Linked DNA regions of Oryctolagus cuniculus: region 1 is linked to region 2. A link is a contact called in public Hi-C data. All regions are on one chromosome and are shown on one strand. The core of a region is the stretch at or near the end of the contact, and the rest is flanking DNA. Distances in the headings are between cores, read along the strand shown.

Region 1 (2,700 bases), core at 147-2,646, 390 kb after region 2:
CCTACAACACGTCTGACACTGTTCTAATGTGTGGAAAATAAAGCAAGGAGCTTGGATCCTACTTTTCGGTGAGGACAGTTCCCCTAAAATTCTCACAAGAGCCCACAGCACAGAACTTGAAACGCTACACAGTCTTAGAAGCTAGGGTGGGGAGAAACCACGGAAGCCTTGAGTCATAAAAATCAAAGAGACCTGCTCTGCTCGCCACAGCCGCCAGAACGCCGTACTCAGTGAGCTAGAAGCAGGGCGTGAAACCCTCAGAAAACGCAAGATTTCCTGCCCAAATGCACACCACATTTCTTCAAGCCAGTATCTACTCGTTCCCATACACCCGCGGAACGTTCCGGGGTCCCACAAAGGTTTGAAGCTCTCCCCTAACTTGCCCACAGCTCACCCAGCCCAGAGTCTGAGCTTGCACCATTTCTGTGACACTTACTTCCTGAACCAACAAGTAATGGCGAAAGGACGTGGCCTTGGCCATGCCAGCCACTGAGAACGCTATACACCTGCTCAGTCCTCCCTAAACTTCACCCCCACGAGACACTTGGAGCTGTGACTGCAAAGTGGTCTTGAACAGGGAACCGGAAACAACCGGCCAGAAAGTAGGAAGACTCGGGCTCCTGACCTGCTCTGCTCCTAACTTGATTCTCCTCTGGGCCTCACTTCTGGCAGCTCCAACTGAAGACTCAAACCAGTTTCCAGGCCTCTTACCTGCAGCTCCGAAGTTCTCTGAGAGCAATAAAGATATAGCGGGACCGAGTTGGGCGTTTATAGGACCAGAAAGTTATCCCTGCCAGCAAGCTTTACGGGATGCACACCTGCTGGGCGATACTAGAAGTGCACTAGCTGTACTTTCTTGTACGCACACGGCGGACGAACACCACCGTACTCACCACCGTACGGACACAGCGGCCCCACGTAACCGCGCTTGGGGTACACACTTACTCCCTTATACACCCTCTCAGGGCCAAACACCTGCGCCTTCATCACTCGCGCCGAGCGCACACACCTGCGCCCTTATACGCCGGCGCACACACCTGCGCTCCTACACAAGTGCGCCCACACTCCTACATTGCTATAGCACACCGAGCTAACCACACACGCACCGCACGCCTACAACCGCACTCGCGCGCACGTGGGCCGCAACTTTCGAGCAGGACTCGCGCGCGTGGGTGGCGCCAGTACTTCACCGTCAATCACCGTCGCGGTCGCCTCGTCCTCTGCCAAGAGCACCTCCAGCCGCAGAGCCTGGGAGTTGGCAGGCGAGAGTTGCCCAGCGCTGAAGAACTGCTCCTCGGTCACGAAGAGCAGCTGAACGCCGTACTGCAGGCGCGCTGGGACCTGGGCCCGAGCGGAGGGCGAGGCCATGGTCCCAGCGATTCCGTGCGTAGCCCCCAGCCGCGCCTCCTCAGCTCCGCGCCGCGCCGCTCCCGCCGTGAAACTGCGAGGGGGAGGAGGAGGGACTTGGAATCTCACGCTGCCTTCCCCCTCTCCCGTGCTAGTTCCATCTCCGGCCTCTGAGACTCCCGGGGGCGTCTGCACACACCTGCTGCCCGGAACTTCACCCCGCCAGTTCCCCGGGGCAGCGCCGAGGAACAGGTGCGACCCCACACCACACGGGAACGCGCTGTCGGGGAGCAGATGGGCCCAGCTACCCCGCGAGGCCGCAGCTCTCAACACCCAAGTTTGGAGAGTGCGCGACGCACCTGAAGGCAGTTGGGGTTTGGAAGCAAAAGGGTGACACCTGCTGTTCGCAGGACCCTCTCTGCGGGCGTGGGAGTCGATCTCGCAAAGGGCTTGGCGAGATCTCTGGGCTTGGTGGACACTTGCTCTGGGGAGGGCTCCGGGGGCTCCTGGCACCCACATTGGGGCAGTGGTCCTTAGTGCTGAGTTCTTTCCTCACTGGCTGGTCCCCAGGGCACGGTGGGGAGGAGCGGGCTGAGCCCCAAGGAATAGGCTCACGCTCCTCTTCCATTACCTACCTTGAGAGGGAAAGTTTGTTTGCTGCTATATTGTCATTCAGTTCCCGGGAAATGGGCGGGGAGAGCCAGGGGCTCTGGTCTCAGAGCTGATGCCTGACTACCTAGCTACCTCGCCAGCCTGCCTGGCTCCAGCTCCAAAGGACAGAGCTTCCAAACCCAGGTGGGTAGCGATCTGTCTTCCCCTTCAGGGGGTCAGGGAAAGGCAGCAGCGTTTGTTCCCCCCAAGACTCCCCACACTTCCCATCCTGCAGCGATTTCTGTACGCCTCTGGTGTGCGACCTCAGAATCCATTCCAGAGAGAAGGCAAGGTCTACACCCGCACTGCAGTTATGAGAGGTCGATTTGTGACCTAAGCAGGTTGACTTTGGGAGAACACGTGCCTTTGAGGGACCCGGGATCCACAAGGTCCCAGTTCCCACGGAGACTTTGCGGCAACCCGCATCGTGTTGACCTGCGCCCCCACCCCCACCCCAGGCCCACATTCTGAGAGGCCTCCGGAGTCAGAGGCTCTTTGGAGATGCAGAACTATGCAGAAGGCTTTTTGGTGTGGAGGACACAGGGTCACCACCTGTCATCCGCCATCTGCCTCCAGCCTCCGCAAAGCGTTTTCTTGCTCTCCCCATTTCTTCCTACCTTTTCAAAGTCCTCAGTTGCTGGCACAGAGTGCTTTGACGCTACCCAAAGAAACTCTTGAACTTCTTTATCCTCCCATCCCGAA
Region 2 (2,700 bases), core at 118-2,617:
ATTCCATACAGGCATTGCCCAACTTCATATTGTTGCTTCCCCCAAAGTAATCATGGTCAAAACATGCAATCTCACGATTCCAAGTGTGTTCCAAGATTGGCTCAAATCAGACAGGAGATGTAGATTTGAGTCTCTATATTTAGGGGGATCTTGCATTAATGCTATAGGCAGCAGAGGAACCTGTGGTAGCTCAAAACATACTGGAGAATCAGCCAGTGACCCTCGTGGGCCACAAGAGGCCAGGGGGATGGGTCTTACTGCAGCACAACAAAACACAAGAATTCAGCAGGTAGAGCGTGATCTCCCAGTGGAAGGAAATATGACATTCTATCCAGCAGACATTCGATTCTCTATTCTCTAACTAGCAGCGCTTTCAACACCAGGGATACAGCAATGAACCGAGAAGACAGCTATCTATTCTCACGGGAACTGTGTTCTAGTTGGAGAGGAAGACAATAAAAAAATCATAGCTCAGATACGTGAAATGTTAAAGGTGATCAGTGCTATGGAGAAAAATACAACAATAATGGCATATGACGTTCCTGGCACCGGAAAAGAAGTGAGGGAATGATCTATGTTGGTACCTGGAAGAACAAGGTTGCAGGCAGTGGGAACAGCAAGTGCAAAAGTCCGGAGGCAAAGACATGCCGGCTTAATGTGAAAAGCAGGCAGTGTAGGTGAGGCAGAGTGGAGTTGAAGATGAGGTTAGAGAAACCTGTGCAGGACGCGTTAGTGTGCGCTGGGCTAGTGGGAAGAATTTGCTCCTTGCTGCGAGGGAGGATGTCCATGAGCAGAGGGGTGGTCCAGTCTGACTGGTGTTTTCACAGGATCATTCTGGCTGCCGTGTGGAGAACAAACCGAGAGGCAAAAGGTGGAAAGGGGGCTGTTTCAATAACTTAAGAGGAAGGCACCAGGGGAAGAGCCAGCACAAGTTGTGCGCAGTCAACCGGGAGATGAGGAGCCAGCCCCACAACAAGTGAGGCCAGGCCAAATTGAGCAAAATAAGAAAGAAAACTCACGGGCAGCGTGTCAGGACCGCTGACAGTCCACCGAGATCCACACCACTGCGGTGTGGATACAGAGGTGGGTGTTGCCGCAGCCCTCTTCTCTTTTTGTCCACCTTGGATTTGATGCGATCCAGGCACCGTCACGCATGAAACCCCCTATGGAGGGGAGGGGGACCTTGGCCATTGTGGAAGCCTTGTGACAGTTCAGTTCTAATACTGCCCATCACTGCCCCCTGCTGAACGTTTCTAAAAAGGAGGCGAAATGTGATTCTGCTGAACCTTGCTGGAGCACTGTCCTACCTTGAACTTGTGCGACTGGGAATTGAAAGACTGCACATGTGCACTGGGCAACACCGGGCTGAGCTGAGCAAGGACCGGTGATTTGCTGGGAAGGCTTCTAATTAATGGCAAGATAAAGCATTCACTTAAGGGGGTACATTGGCCACCAGGTGGCACTATTTCCTCTGAAATGCCTGATCGTACAGAAACAAGAATGAAATACAGCGTTCCCCAGGTTCTTGGCAAGCTACAGAGAATAGTGATTATTATTAATACCTCTTTTAAAGTCAGGTGCCTAGAGCCCTGGAGGCAAGGCGTGAATGCGGTTCTGTCCAAGGCAATTCTTCAGGCTTCCTTTGCACGGGACAGCTTGGAACACTGTGTTCTTCCCAGCCAAGCTCTGAACAGACTTTCAAATAAGGGTTCTTAGCTCCAGTGGCTACTGAACTCCTTAGCTCTGGGTTTGTAAATGCACAAAATAGCACGAATAGGATTACAAAGGAGGCCAATTGCATTGAACTATACTTATCAAAATATTTTAGAAAATAAGAAAGTGTGAGATACAGCAATATGTGGGCTTCTTCATTTATGTAATAAAAATGAAATCCAGGGTGATGTCTCCCTTCCATTGTCATTTTGAAATAGAAATAAGCAAAACAGTATTTAAAGATATATGCAACATCTTTGCTGTGATGTTTGTGGCCTGCATATTTGATAAACTGCTTGATTTTAGTGAGAGATTAAAAAATAAAGATGTATTTTCTACTCTCTCTCTTGTTCTTTTATTTTCTTATTTCACCTGTCCTGGTTCATGGACCCCTTAAATCTTACCCATGGATCATTTGAATATCACAAGATTCTAGATTAATGATCTTTGGTTTCATGCATAGATACAATGTTTGAGAGGGAGAGGGAGAGGGAGAGGGAGCGAGAGAGCGCTTAAATCTGCTAGTTCATTCCCTGAATGCCTGCAATGATGGGAGCTTGGCTGGGCCCTGAGGCTGGGGCCAGATGTAGAGCTGCAGCCTAAATCCCACGTGAGTGACAGGGATCCAACTACTTGAGCCATAAAGCACTGCCTCCCAGGGTCTGCATTAGCAGGAAGCTGGAGCCAGATACTGAACCTAGGGACTCCATTGTGGGATTAATATGGGACAGGGGTATCTTAATCACTAGGCTACATGCCCAGTCCAGATTCATGCCTTTTTAATTAGTCTCACTCATTTTGCCAACTGAAGGATGCCAAGCCTCACTCTAACTGGCCAGGCTCGAGCTAAATAGGAATGAGGTATTTACAGAGACCCAACCCCCACAATTCTTCCTTCCTTAGCCTTTGCTTTCTTCATGCCTCTGAAGCACTGAGATTTCTTCCATACCCTCTCTTCCTCCTGTCTGTCCTTTCTTCCTAGGGAGC

The links. A called contact is a pair of places that touch in the nucleus more often than the background predicts.
Region 1: a Hi-C map of an unstated tissue shows a contact between it and region 2, with 6 times the contacts expected there. The contact joins the promoter of LOC138844224 here to the enhancer-like site in region 2. A contact is called at or near these places in 2 of 6 Hi-C or Micro-C datasets (ear pinna and an unstated tissue).

The regions. Positions count from the first base shown.
Region 1 is chr1:165,463,537-165,466,236 of mOryCun1.1, forward strand. LOC138844224 (histone-arginine methyltransferase CARM1-like) reads right to left here and starts at 1,397. Exons shown (of 2, transcript XM_070051464.1): 1 at 1,191-1,397. The coding sequence starts at 1,368.
Region 2 is chr1:165,075,979-165,078,678 of mOryCun1.1, forward strand. No RefSeq gene overlaps it. Among named protein-coding and RNA genes, the nearest start is that of PUM3, 30 kb to the left of the region's middle. Within about 2 kb of position 1,368, at least 1 of the 8 cell types and tissues checked has an H3K27ac peak or open chromatin away from gene starts, as enhancers often do.